Linked DNA regions of Rattus norvegicus: all the other regions are linked to region 3. The links are chromatin contacts, called in public Hi-C maps. All regions are on one chromosome and are shown on one strand. The core of a region is the stretch at or near the end of the contact, and the rest is flanking DNA. Distances in the headings are between cores, read along the strand shown.

The links. A called contact is a pair of places that touch in the nucleus more often than the background predicts.
Region 1: a Hi-C map of liver shows a contact between it and region 3, with 4 times the contacts expected there. The contact joins the enhancer-like site here to the promoter of Prkce in region 3. A contact is called at or near these places in 5 of 12 Hi-C or Micro-C datasets (the A7r5 cell line, hepatocytes, kidney and 1 more) and 1 of 1 datasets of contacts at active chromatin or transcription factors (oligodendrocytes).
Region 2: a Hi-C map of liver shows a contact between it and region 3, with 7 times the contacts expected there. The contact joins the promoter of Prkcel1 here to the promoter of Prkce in region 3. A contact is called at or near these places in 12 of 12 Hi-C or Micro-C datasets (the A7r5 cell line, the Rat2 cell line, Schwann cells and 7 more) and 1 of 1 datasets of contacts at active chromatin or transcription factors (oligodendrocytes).

Annotation. Positions count from the first base shown.
Region 1 is chr6:13,906,659-13,911,053 of GRCr8, forward strand. All of the region lies in intron 2 of Prkce (protein kinase C, epsilon), which reads right to left. Among named protein-coding and RNA genes, the nearest start is that of Prkcel1, 21 kb to the right of the region's middle. Within about 2 kb of position 1,618, at least 5 of the 93 cell types and tissues checked have an H3K27ac peak or open chromatin away from gene starts, as enhancers often do. A contact at or near this core is called in liver, where this site is marked.
Region 2 is chr6:13,927,677-13,932,659 of GRCr8, forward strand. It overlaps Prkcel1 (protein kinase C, epsilon like 1), which reads left to right and starts at 2,070. Exons shown (of 2, transcript NR_144425.1): 1 at 2,070-2,349. The region is part of intron 2 of Prkce (protein kinase C, epsilon); the gene reads right to left.
Region 3 is chr6:14,202,111-14,206,953 of GRCr8, forward strand. Prkce (protein kinase C, epsilon) reads right to left here and starts at 2,178. Exons shown (of 15, transcript NM_017171.2): 1 at 1,637-2,178. The coding sequence starts at 1,984. It overlaps LOC120093190 (a long non-coding RNA gene), which reads left to right and starts at 3,128. Exons shown (of 3, transcript XR_010052158.1): 1 at 3,128-4,080.

The DNA.
Region 1 (4,395 bases), core at 368-2,867, 300 kb before region 3:
AGGATCAGAACCAACAGGTGCACTGGCCACTGCTGGGTGCTATCGTCATTGCTCAATGCAGGATTAGCCCTGAGGCACACAGGGGCAGTTCTTCAAGCAGGTTGTAGGGGTTTCTTTCCGAGCTCAGCTTACTGGCTCCCCATTTTGCAAGATAGTTGAAGTGGGTGTCAGGGGGATAGGATAATTTTTTGCCTTTGTTGCAAACTGGAAATTTTTGCACACGTCGCTAATCTCAGTTCCTGGGTTTGTTTTGCATTGTTTTGTTTTTTAATCTATCAAGGGAGAGAGAAGCCATGGCCATCTCAAACACTGGTCTGGAAGAAACAGTGCTGTGATTCCTAATCATATTAATCCCACGGGGTCTGGAGTCACCTAGGGACACATTGCTAGATGTGGCTGTGAGCAGGTCTCTGGCGAAGTCTAACTGAGGTGGAAGGACCCACCTGGAGCATAGATGACACCACCCCATGGGCAGGGCTACAAGACTAAACAAAAAGGAGCTGTGAATCTAAGCACAGACATTCAACCTTGACTCTAGGATACAATGTAACCAGCTCACGCTGCCAACCACCATGCCTTCTCGTGGTTAGAGCCTTCTCACCGTTAGAGCGAGTTTCGTTTTAAACTCTGAGCTAAATAAAACTTCATTAAGTTACACGGTCAGGTGTTAGTCACGCTGGGGCCTGGGAATGCTCAACCTCTGGGAGTTCATTTAAGCTTGCCGTTCCATAGTTCCCTGGTCTGGGCACTTGACTGGCAATGCCAACGGGAAGGAAAAAAGCAACCAGACAAAGTGAAATCCCGAGGGATTCGAAAGCAGAGGTACCTCTTATTTCCCATGAGGAAAGTGGGTGTGACTGTTTTCAAGTGAACAAATACTTATGACAGTGAGCTTTAAATATTAGGTAAATATTTATGTGGCGCCAAAGAATATGCCCTGTGTATTGTACTCGCACAATACATTAAAAAAAAACCTTCGTGTTCAAAACAGGAAAGAGGAAGCAGCAATTGGTTTCTCCGGAGGGATAGTTCGATGTGTGTCTCCCCAGAGTCACAGCGCTCATCAGTAGGTCCGAGATGAGGCTTGGGAGGGCCTGCATGTTTCATCAAGTGTGTAATCGAATTGGAAGAGTGCTGGTGGCATCTCGAGATTAGCATCTAGAGTTTAATATAAACCCTTTCCATCTTCCTCTCTGAGCAAGCTCTGCTGTGCTCACAGAAGAGTCACGGGCCAAAACTGTAGCTGGTGTATGCTCCCCAGAGCATGAAGACGCCGGGTGTGGATGGAGCAGAGGGTTAGGACACTGGTGTAAACTGAGGCAAAGCAAGTGATTGCTGGACAGCGGGGAAATGAGGCAGACATACCCCAGCGCCACCTGGCTACCTGAGGTTGCTAGGCCCACGTGCACTGTGACTAGTGCTAAGTCTCAGAAAGAATGTTCACTCAGGCAGGATGTTGGCTTGCCTTCTGTCCGCACTCATCCCTTTACCTGTTGAAGTACATGCCAGAGTCACAGGGGAATTAATTCTTGGTATCCAGGAGGGATACACAGAATAAAACATCCCCAGGCTCTCCTGGGAAATTGACCAAGTTGGACACCTGCCAAGGGAAGGGATCCAACCCCCGGTGTGCCAGTCAGTCCAGGGTGAGCCACAGAGGCTCATCTCAGGCTGCATACCTGAGCACTGTGGAGGCTGTGCACACAGGGCCAGCCTGTCCTCTGCCCCCATTCTCAAAATGCGGTGATAAGGCCCACCGGAGGGACGCAGTGCTGCAAGTCTCTACTGGGTGTCTACTTGCTCCCAGGGTTTAGTTGGCAGTTGTGGGAAGAAATAGGCCCAGCCTTCTGGTCCCTTCTCAAATAACTCCCGAGCCTTTCAAAGCCATCGGCACTACAGCCCAAAGAGTTTCAAGGTCACCTACTTCGCTACAAGCCTCATGCCCCATGCTGTCAACGCCAGCTAGTCCAAGGTTCCTGCTGCAACAGGCAGAGTTCAGAGAAGGCTGACATACAGCTAGAACTCACTCCCTCTCTCACGTGGGTTAGCCCCTTTCTGCCTCCCTGTGCATTCACAGAACCTTTTAAAATTAACTGCCTGCCCAACTCCCCAAACCACACAGAATTAACTTTTCGGTTTCCATTGGGTTATTTCTTTGCTAAGGCGATTTTGAACTCTAATTTTAAAATCAAGAAGTCATCATCGAGTGTAATGGCACATGACCTGAGACAGGGGGATCAGTGTGAGCTCAAGGCTAGCCTGAGAGAAAACGACGAAACTGTCTTCCCCACCCTCATCCTACCCACAATTAAAAAACAAGTAAAAACCATCATGGCCTCTTCAAAACTTTGTGGAGGCAGGGCAGGGCTCGTAGGAGGTGGACAGGGTGCGATTTATTGTCCGACCCACCAAGGAAAAGCAGTCTTAGAAGTCGGAAGATTAAAGGAAGAAAATAAAAGCAACAGAATCACGGTTTGACAAAGGGTTGCGGGGGAAGAGAAGCAACGAGTAGAGAGAAGTGAGGGTCATTGTTGCTTCACTGAGCAGAGGACCTCGCCTTCCAGCACTGTCACACAGCAAATCCAGCTCAGGGATACACAGGCACCATGGCAGCCTGTCAGACTAGCGGATGACAGGGACGCTTGACCGCAGTCTGCCCTTCTCCAGCCCTCTCAGTCCTGAGGCTCCAAGGATTGACGTTGTCATTTCTGTTCCACATGCCACATTCCCCGGTATCCCCTGCTGCTAGCGCCTGGTTAGGGAAGTGCAGATCCAGTTCCTTTTCTGTAGCATTGTAAGTGAGGGGTTAAAGCCACAGGAGCTCATCCTTTTCTTCTTTCAAATCTCCTGCCTGAGGAAAGGAGGTGGTGTCTCCCCTTCTGCATGCTGTCCCCCTATGGTCTCCCAGGAGGGCAGGGTGACCCTGCTCCTCTTCCACCAAGGCTCTGGGTGCCTTATCTGTGTCGGAGGAGGAGTCTGGTTGGTCTCTGTGTAAGAACCAGCGAAACTGGACATGTCACTGACCAGAAGTTCTCGGGGGCTGATTCTCGTCTGCTTCTTTGCTGCTCACTGGAATAAAATCGCTCCTTTTCACTTTGGAAAGTTTCTTATAAACCTGAATCAGCAAGACCGACTGAACCTCAGTGAAGGACTGATGTCCACTCGAGCGTTGGAATTCCACCCAGCACAACAGAAGGGAAGAAACTAAAGTGTGGGCCACTCTCAGATGCTGACGTGGGGGCGTCAAAAGGCCACGTAGAGACATACAGTTCCACGTAAGTGAGATTCTGGAGGAAGTAAAGTTACAGGCATTGGAAGCCCACCAGTTGCTGATGGTGGGCAGAGAGAGGGTTTGACCATGAAAAGGAAAAGACAAAGGGGTGACTTTGGGGGTGCTCAAAGTATTCCATGTTTTGTGGTAGCTTCCATGACTGCATGGAACATGTTTGTCAAAACACAGAACTAACTTTCTGGGAAGGATGAATTTACTGTACGTAAGTCAATGTTCCATTTAGAAGAAGAAGAAGAAGAAGAAGAAGAAGAAGAAGAAGAAGAAGAAGAAGAAGAAGAAGAAGAAGAAGAAGAGGAGGAGGAGGAGGAGGAGGAGGAGGAGGAGGAGGAGGAGGAGGAGGAGGAGGAGGAGGAGGAAGAGGAGGGAGGAGGAGGAGGGGGGAGGAGGAGGAGGAAGGAGGAAGGAGGAAGGAGGAAGGAGGAAGGAGGAAGGAGGAAGGAGGAAGGAGGAAGGAGGAAGGAGGAAGGAGGGAGGAGGAAGGAGGAAGGAGGGGAGGGAGAGGAAGGGGAGGAAAAAGGAGGAGAAGGAGGAAGAGGAGGAGGAAGAGGTTGTAGGACAGCAAAGGAAGGAGGGCCCACTCCCATCTTGGTCTACCTGTGTCAGGAGCTGCTCCTGATGAGGAGAGTTGCTGAGGACAACCATCCTAAGCACAGAAACAGCCTGCCACTGAGCACTGCAGTCCAGCCTGTCAGCAGGAAGCTTCCAGGCCTGCTTCCTTCCCTGACGGGCTCCTGCTCCCACCTCACTCCTATGTGTGCCCTCAGGCATCATCTTGGAAGTCCTGGTGCTTTATGCTCCTTCCCAACCTCTTATTGCAGCAGGATTCCCCCCTTCCTAGGCTCTCTCTCTCTCTCTCTCTCTCTCTCTCTCTCTCTCTCTCTCTCTCTCTCTCTCTCTCTGCTTGAAGCAATTCCCATCCTTTAATATATCTATCTCTCTTGCATGAAACCTTTTCTCGTCAGAGTGGACCACAGACATGCTCTCTTCTTTGAACTTCCTGCGTGTTGAAGCCTTTCCTGTTCAGTTTGACATTCACCAGCAGATGAGATCTACATCAAGTGCTTGCTGCTCTCTGTTCAGAGAGGTGGCTCGCTATGTCAGGA
Region 2 (4,983 bases), core at 820-3,319, 270 kb before region 3:
TGCCAAGTCACAGAAACAAGGGGGGGAACCCCCAGGGACAAGTACGGAGCAAATAAACAAAATGGATTCCAACTGAACTCGGGGCGTACTTGGCTTTTGTGTGTCTCCGCAGTCCCTTAGGGACTGTCCCTTTCACATTGTCCTTTCTTTGAGGATAATCTATACAGTCATCTTAACTCTCAAAAAATCCCACAAGATGAGTGGACTGAGAGACAGAGCCCTCCAGCCGGCTGTCCACACCAGCCCTCCGTTTCTACAGCCTTCCCCGGAGGCTCTCAACACTCCTGTCATCTCCAGGGCCAGGTGTAAACAGAGACAACCACCCCTCATCGCTAGGATGGCTAAGAACACAGGGAGAAGGAGAGGGGGGAGACTGAGCCTGGACCCTCTGAGTGGCAGTAATGGTGGGTGAGTCACAGAGATGCCCTATGGCGGGAGGGAAGCTCCAGATAGAACCCGTGCTGCTCCCAGATTCCCGTAGTCACTCCCTCAGCTTCAGTTTCTGGCGTCAGGAAGAGGTGGGTATCTAGCCTGCAGAGTCAGGGTGCTGCCGTCCTCCAAAGCACACAGTGGGACCTCAAGGATGGGAACTGTTATTACAACCTTGACGTGCACCCCAGGAGACTCAAACCAAACCACCGAGAATATGGAGCCTGTCAGGCCTTAGCCGTTACCCATAGCATGTAGCTTGAGTTGAACTTCAAGAAACAGGAAGCAGTGAGTGGACTGTGCAGGCCAACAGACGCAGCTAAGGTGGGGACAGCCACTAGATCTGCCATGACATCTGAGCATGTGTCTTTATTTAAGTCCGATTATAGAACTATACGCAAAGTTAGGCTGGTGATACATGTCTATTATCCTACTACTTGGGAGCTGAGGCAGGAGCATCACTTTGCCTTCAGGACCATTCTGAATTACATAGTGAGTTCCAGGCTAGCCAGTGCTCCAGAATGAGACCATCTCAAAAAACAAAAACAAAAACAACAAAAAACTAACCAACCAACAAACAAAAACCCCAAACAAACAAATCAAAACCAAAGCCAGAACAAATATATAAATCAATTGAATTTAATATTAATTGAAATGAGTCGAATCTTTTCTTCCCAGACAATGCGGACAGTTTTTTGTTTGTCCGTTTTTTAAAGTTACACACATTTTTAGGACTCACTGCCAAATAAGCCCAGACAGGCAGGCCTAATTCTCTGGGGTCCAAGTCTGACTCGGGATTAATGGGGAGACTCCATGTTACGATTCGCAGGTATTTGTAGATTCCTGCTACAGCACGAACATGTGAGAGCAGCAGAACTTGTGGGTTTGCTCCCTGCCCTGTTTAATAAGAACAGGCTGTGGTTTGGAGGAAATCTGTCAGAACCAGGACACGGCATCCCCAGTCCCAGTGGAAAACCTCCCAAAGCTAAACGTGGCTGTGAGATATTCGGCTGCTAAGAAATACTGAGGGGGCTGGAGAGGTGTCCCATGCCTGCAGTCCCCGTTCTTGGAAGGCTGAGGCAGGAAGACCAGTCTGAGGCCAACCTGGGCCACACGGTATTTAGTAAAATCTTTCCGAAAGAGAGAAGGAAAGAAAATGTTGGGGTGGGGGAGGGTAGACGGGGAAGGGAAGGGAGAGGACACAAAATTCAGAGAGGATGTAAAAAGGAAGTGAGTCGGGTGGCTGCCTGGCTGCATTCCCCAGTGTTGTGAGCTCACAAACCTGACGACACTTCCTGAAGGTGTCCACCCAGACTGGCCACAAGGGGGCATGAGAGCCAACGTCTTGGCTTTTGTTTTCTTTTTTCCCCCTGGATTCTCTCTGACTGAGAACACATTGGGGGAGGACCCAGAGGGCAGAGGCACTACTGGATGAGTCCTTGTGGCTCAGTGCCACAGGAGCAGTGACTCAGGCACTTCATCCTTGGGTGTCTCAAAACCGTGCGAGAGCCGGCACAAAGGTCTCCCTCGCTTTCTAAGCACATTCCTGCTCTGCCTGTGAATTATTACACCGGGGACGGGGAGGAGGGCGGAACAAACCAGTATCCTAAACTGACACTAGCGGCGCAAACCCCGAAGGAGTCTGTGGTGGGTACGGAGCAGAGCGCAGGTCCATCTTCAGGGGGTCAGGTCAAGGTCAAGATGGTGCCCTTGGCATAAATGACGAGAGTGGCTGGCTCTCAATGCCTGGTTTCTCAGGTAAGAGCCAAGCCTCATATACCCGGCTGCAGGCTGGCTTGGGGACTGTCGTACCAGACCATCGGCGTGGTGGAACTTTCCGATCAGCAGAACACTGCCCCAAGACCATATCTGGACTTAAACCTCAGGCATCACCAGGCACCACCAGGCAGCATGGCAGAGGTAAGACAGGCTCATCTTAAATCACAAAAGGTTTCCAACTGTCCGCTGACCCAGCAGCTGAGTCAGGCTGTTATTTCAAGTTCAGCTAAGTCCTCACTTTGTTGAAAGATTTTTGAGGGAAATTACTATTTTATTTATAAACTTGCAGTAGAATATGAATTTCGAAGTATTAATATTTCTGTTTGACATTGGGATGAGATGTTACTTCAAAGATGTTCCTACCTCAAGGCCTCTCTAGGAGGAGGTGTCCTCCGCGCAAGGCTCCTCTCAGAGGAGCCTTCCCTCTGCCTCTCTCACTTGTAGTACATGGGACAGTGTTAGGCCAATAAAATGCAACTCACTCAAAGAAGGATGGAAAATAAGCTCTTTAAATATCTGAACTGATAACATACATCCAGACCTGTAACATTCATCAGATAACAAAAGCCCCCGTGAACACTCACTTGGCAATAACACGCAGCCAAGGGCTTCAGGGCCTCTGCTTTTGAGCTCTGCCTTGCCTCTCATAGACAACAGACCACTTGTGATCTTCAGTGTTAGTATCTTTTTGGCAGAGCAAACCTTGGTAATGCTGATAAGGTGACGTGAACTCACTCTTGTTGGTCCTTGTCACCGGCGCTCCTTGTACCGGGCCGCATTGCTCTTGTGCCCAGATTTCAGTTTTGCTAGCAATGTGTTTGATTCCTTCTTTACATTCAACTTAGTTTTCATGAAGCATTTCTCGCACTCACTTTACTATGTACGGTTAAGCCACAGTTATGTGATCATAGTAAGAACAGTAAACACAAGGGACTGTTGACCTAACCAGAATGATGGGGCACCGCGGAACGTCGAAGGAGCGTGTTCAGGAATTACACCGCCGCCAAGGGCCTGCGAGGAGGCCTCGAGTACTCCAGGAGGAGTGGGCACAGCAACGGCTGGCAGCTTAGGACAGTAGTGGCTACCCTGTGGTAGAAAGGCCTCAAACGCTGCAGGCTCGGCCTTCGTGAAACAGAAAATCTGAGCTGAAATGGTGGTGCACGCCTGTGAGCCAGCAGCTGGGAGACAGAGGCAGGAGGGTCAGAAGTTCAAGGCCAGCTTCAGCTACCTATTGAGTTCAGGGTTGGGGCAGGGGGGCAGCCTGTGCTATGTGAGTCCATGTGTCAAAACAAAAACAAGAGAAATAAGAGAAGTGAAAAAAAAAGGAGAGGAAGGGGGAGGGGAGGGATGTGCAGGGGGGGAGGGGAAGGAAAGCAGAGGGGAGGTGAAAGAAGAGGGGAGAGAAAGGGGAAAAGGGAGGAGAACAGGGCAGGGGAAGGGCAGAGAAGAGGGGAGGGGAGGAGGAGAAGGGGAAGGCAGGGAAGGAGAGGGAAGAGAGCAGTAGGCAGGGGAGGGGAAAGGGATGGGGGTGGGGAAGGCAGGACAGGGGACAAGAGGGGATGGGAGAGGAGAGGAGAAGTGAGGTGAGGAGAACAGAGAGGAAAAAAGATGTGAGGTAAGGAGAGGGGAGAAGAGGAAAGAGAGGAGAGGAGAGGAGAGGAGAGGAGAGGAGAGGAGAGGAGAGGAGAGGAGAGGAGAGGAGAGGAAAGGAGAGGAAGTACTTCCTCCGATTCCAAGAGGTCTCTGAAAAGCACCCCAAGCACTGTGCTTTTGTTACAGGCAGCCTAGTGACCCTGGGGTCAAAAATCTACTCCAAGTAGCAAAGAAAAGAAAGTAGCACCATTTGAAAGAAGAATTTTAAAAGACAGCATGGGCGTGTATCCCTCAGGCCCTCGGGCAACAGGCAACCGCGGTTTTAACTGGGACACAAAAGTACGAGGCAGGAAGGGAAAGGAAGGATTCCACTGCCTTTCCTGGGAACTTTGCTCATCAAAAAGATACACTCTCACGAAGTGAAAAGTCAACCCACTTGCTTGGCAAAGACCCAGGTCTGTGGGGGCTTCCAGTGAATCAACAGGGAACAGACAGGGGATACCATAGAGTAACCGCTGAAAGCCGGAAGCAGGCCCCATCCCCAGGAAAAATCCCCCTGCGTAAGAGCTACACAGGAGAAATGCAAAGCTGTCAGGGAAACAGAGACTCGGCCCGCATGAAGCCCGGATGAGTCTTTAAGAATCTGTCAATCTAATGGTGTTGGTACATCTGCTTTCTCAGTACTTAGGAAGCTGAGGCAGGAGAATGACAAGTGCCAGCCAGCCTGGGCTACATAAATAAACTTTAGGCTAGCGGTGACTCGCAATCTAAAAAAGAAATCATAGTAGAAAATATTCAAACAAACAAGCAGCATGCTACATATATACACACAGTGAAAGATCGGAAAAGAGGGACTCAGATACTGTGTACCACAATATTCAACGCAGTGTTAACCTCAGTAATAGCAAGGAAGAAAAGAACTCAAATGTACACCAACGGATCAACAAGATGTGGTCTGTACATGGTGGAATATCACTTAGCCTTAAAAAAAATAGGAGATGCTGAAACACGTTACAGCACGGAAGAGACCTAAGGCTGCCACACGGAGGGGCCGACCTCATTACAACCAAACACCATGACTCTAACTGTTCTGATCAAATCCACGTGAACATCGTGGATGATGGCTGCCAGGGGTGGGAGAGACAGGGAAGGAGGTAAGTGGAGTGTTTGAAAGCTCTGGTG
Region 3 (4,843 bases), core at 928-3,427:
AGAGAGAGAGAGAGAGAGAGAGAGAGAGAGAGAGAGAGAGATCCTGTTCTGCTGTGAGTTTGGAGGAGCCCCCAGTTCAGTGTCGCCAGAGAAACTCAGATCGATCCTTCCAACTGGTGCGTGGATATGGAAAACAGGGAGCTGCTGTTCATCTCTGCTCTCCGCCCCACTGCTTATCCTGAGACCCTCCTGCAACAGGCCCCACCTTCCTGATACTCCAGTCAAAGTTTTCTTCCCCTTTTTATACAAAAACACAGATGTTTAGCACCGAAGTCTGTCTGTGAAGTTGGTTAACCCTCCGTGCCCCTTTGGATGTCATGGTGAGCATCAGTAAAAGGATAGTGGGGGAAGGGAGGCTGAGGTCAGGATCCTAAAGTTTGCCTGCTGTCTAAAGTGGAAGCCACGGATCTCCTGCAGCTGAGCTGTGGCTTACAAGGGCTGCCCTAAAAGCCTCTTTAGTAACCATGGTTTCCAGAAGGCTCCGCCACAGCCAGGAGCATAAAAAGAGCAGGTCTCCCCTCCACTTTCCCCCTAAAAGCTCCATGTCCTTGAAAATAGGTTTAAACCTATGAGGTAAAGTGACATATGAAGGCATGCGCACCCTCTGACCCCTGAGATATTCATGAAGTTATCTGCGCTTTCAGCAGATTCTCCCACAACTCTTCATGAGGCAGCACAGACAGCTCTCAGTGCAGACCAAAGAATCTTGAAAATATATCTATCCTTAGCAACACTTGCTCCAGATAGAAGCATGTAACAAACCTAAAGACAGAGATATTCACTTCCTAATTTAAAGCTGTTCCTACAAGAAGAGAGCGGGTGGGGGTGGCTTCTCTGACTACTCAAGTGCCGGGGTTGAATGTATCAGTTTAAGGTATGCTGGCAAGGCCTACTTCAAAATCCCTCATACGTGACAGTGGAATCAGTTAACAGCTTGATTTCAGAAACAGTGTTTGATCCTACAACGCATCACAGTCGAAGCTCGGAAGCATACAATCTTAAGATTCAAAGTCCTGGTTTCCTATCACCACAGGGAGAACCCTTTTGAAAATACAGCATTCTAAATGGACGGGCAAAGCGAGCTGGAGTTCTGTTTCTGGGACTCTATAGAGGGGACACCTGGGGGATAAGCACCTTCTGGTATGTCAGCCAATGAGCTAAACAGTGATTTAGGAACGAGGAGGCTTCCTACCAGAAGGTTTTATAAAACTACTCACTGGGCAACCCAGGATAAAGCCAGGAGGCACAAAACCCCTCCAGTCTGAGTTCCACGTGTCTCTCCAAGGACAGAGACCCACCCACACAAGTCACTCAGCCAGCCCACCATGCTCTTGCAGATTCCCTCCACTAACCTATGCACCTGCATTCCGGGTTCTCTCCCAATTTCCAAGCCCCCTGTACTGCTCACTGTTGGGAGGGCACAGAGGGGACATGGGATAGTGCCCATCTGTCAAATCGCATCGTTCTTATCCTAATGTGTATGTCTCTCCAGCTACGAAATAAAACGTGCCTCTTCAAGAAAACTGAGACGTATGTGCACACACAGACAAACAGCCCAGGGCCCCAGTACCAAGGCTTAGGCAGCGAGTCTTTCCCTGGGACCCCGGACTCCTGGACATGGAGGGGCTGGACTCACCCAGTCCTCGAAGTGACGGCTCCCATTCTGCAGCAGCTCCTCGAACTGGATGGTGCAGTTGGCCACGAAGTCGTCGTAGCCGATAGGAGCATCGTGAAAGACAGCCAGCTCGATCTTGCGCCCATTGCACACATCAGTGACGAACTCATCGTGCCAGGCCGGACTGTTGGTCTTCTGCTTGGTGGCTGTTTGGCCGATGCGCGAGTCGTCCACGTTAAGGGCAATGTAGGGGTCCAGAAGGAACGTCTGGGGCCGGGGTCCCACCGCATGGCGCAGCGACCAGGCTGTGGGCTTCAAGCTCACGGCCTCGCAGATTTTGATCTTAAGAAGGCCATTGAACACTACCATGGTCGGGGCGGGGGTCACTCCGTCCGCCCCGAGGGCAGGATTGAAGAGCAGGAGCAGGCGCGCTGGGAGCCTGGGGGGACTCCTGGGTCCCCTCTTGCCCCACCCCACTCACTCGCTACACCTTGTGGCGCTGCGTCCTGGCGCCGGCGATTCTCAGCGAGTGCATGTATTTCCTCGCCGGATTCCTAACGGAAAACAGGGAGGGGGGAGAGCTGGAGACGTCCGTTTTTGGAGCAAGTCTCTCCCCCCCCACCACCGGCGACACCTTCACGGGAGGAGACGAGCTGTCGCCTCCGCTGCAAGCCGCGGGGGCTGCCTCGCCGCCTCGCTGGTTCTTCGGGTCCGTGTGCGGAGAAGCAGGCGCCGCGCCCGGCGCTCACCTACCTTTCCGAAACATAATCCCCGGGCAATTTCGACTCCCGGAGGGGGAGGGGGCGGCGGGACGGGGCGGGGACGAGAACCGGGGGCACAGATTTCAACCCGGATCCTCTTCGCCCACCCAGCGCCTGCCTCGGACGGCGCGGGGCGGAGGGTGGACTGAGAGATGTGCAGTCTATCCGGAGGGATGCATGTCGAGAGGAAATGGTCCTCCCCGGAGCCAAATTTTTTAAAAATCCACAAGCCGCACAGCCAGCCCGGCCGCCACCTCCCGGGCCAAGCAGAGCCGCGCCGCAGCCGGCGATCGCGAGGCGCCCGGTGCCCAGGATCTCACATCCGCGCGGGCTTGGGAGGTAGAGGTGGCCGCCACTCGGGTTCGGGGCGCAGGCCGGCACCCGGCGGTGCGCAGCGCGGCGGCGGGGCAGGGACTGCGACTCGGCGCGGCCCCTCCTCCCGCCCGCCGGCGCCCGCCCGCCCGCCGCGCTCCCCGCGTCCGCGCTCTCGGCTGCCGCCGGCTCGCCGCCCGCCAGAGCGCTCAGCCCGCGATCTGCTTCCCTCGATCGCCGTGCGAGCGATTCTCCCTCCCTCTAATGCAGGAAATGCGCAAAAGACGTCAGTGTGTGTGTGTGTGTGTTTGTGTGTGTGTGTGTGTGTGTGTGTGTGTGTGTGTGTGTGCACGCGCGCGCGCGCGCGCCACTGTTTGGGGAAATAGAAAGTTTTGCCGGTTGGGGGAGCAATACGGGAAAAGTGAGCCGAGCAGAAAACAGCAGCGAGCGGGCCGGCCCGGTCCGTTGGTGGCGGCGCGCGGGGGAGCTAAGGGAAGACTCCGCGCGGGACTCAGGAGTGTGGCGGCGCGGGGGTGCGGGGGCGACTGTCGCAGGCCGAGTCTGTGCTCCTCGGATCTGCACCGGGAGAGCCGGGTCTGAACCCGGAGAGTGGCGAGCCGCCCTTCTCTCTAGCACCCTGCGGTCAACACTGTCATTTATTGCTGGGGCTGGAGGAATGGAGGGGGCTGCAATGTCCAAGAAGACTAAGCGCCTTCCCCCACTCCGCCTGGACTGTGGCGGTCACCAGCCGCCCGCGGAGAGCTGGCCTGTTTGTCACTGCCCTGGGATTCTCTACCGTGCCGCGATGGGGGAGGGGACACCCGGACTGCTGAGCCCTTCTGGGTGTGAGTTTTGAAGCCTAATTTTCCTCTTATTTTCCCCTTGGGGAGACTCTCCCCTCTGGGGATTTGTTCCGGATCTGCTCGGGTTGCGAGAACTTGTTGACCAGTGAAGACTGGTAGAACCCCGGTCCGCCCTGGTTCGAATGTCTGTTTATTTCTCAAAGTGACTCCTCCTACGTATGCGGGACCTCGTGTGTGTCCCTTAAGGGGTCAAGGCTCGGTCCGCGCGCTGACAACGGGCTTTCGGGCTGCGGGAAAGTCGGGTGCGCCCTCCTGGGGGCCAGTGGCTCTATCTATGCTAATTTCCTCGGTAACCTTTAAACTCTCTGGAAGCGGCCGCGACGGCGGCTTGTCACGTGAGACAACCCTGGGCTGCTAGGGAAGCATTTTCTCGGCCCGGACCGAGAAGACGGGCGACAGGGCATGGCTCTGCGTCCAGCGGACTGGGAACCTGGGAAGGCCGGGTTGAGCGTGCCAGGCCCGGGGCGCCGCACAGCGGGAACTTCCAGCCTGCGCCCGGGAAGGGGCTGGTCCCGCTGCTCCCCACTGTGTGAGTGGAAAAAGAAAACCTCCGCCCTCACCCGAGTGCCAAGAGAAGTCCGACTGTTCGTAGGGATGGTGAAAAGCTGAGTGTTTATCTGGCGACTCTGATAAGTGTAGACAAAAATGTACAAATCGCATCCCGTTCACTTTTCTCTCTGTGGAAAAGGATTATCATTCCTTGTAGTTTAAAGATGAGGAGGCAGTCTCCAGGAACGACTTATCAAATGCAGTATACAGCCGGGTCCCCCAATCCCCACCCCGCCCCCGTCCAAGAAAAAGAGTTCAGAGGTTTGAGTTTAGGCAGATCTCCGCCCAAAGCTTAAGCGTGCAGTCACGCCCCCTCCCCGGAGCCTACTAATGCCTCAGAGCCAGTTCTGTTACGTGGGATAACTTGGTATATGGATGCTGACGAAAATGCACCTTTGGGAACGATTACGGTCTTAAGATCATTGGCGCTTAAAAAATAATTTTAAACTTCCTTTAAGGACATGCAGGAAAAGGTAACCACAAATGAGACTTTCTCTCCAGACTATGTGTTCAGGAAGCAGGCCCAGTGCTATAATAATAATAATAATAATAATAATAATAATAATAATAATAATAATAATAATAATGATGATGATGGTGGTGGTGGTGGTAGGAATACAGTCTAAGTTTAAAGAATGTCAAAAAGTTCATTTAAAAAATGGTATGTAAGTCATGTTTTTAAAATAAAAGTTAATATAAATTTCCAGGACAAGCAGAACATGCCAATTTTAGATCATTTTAAA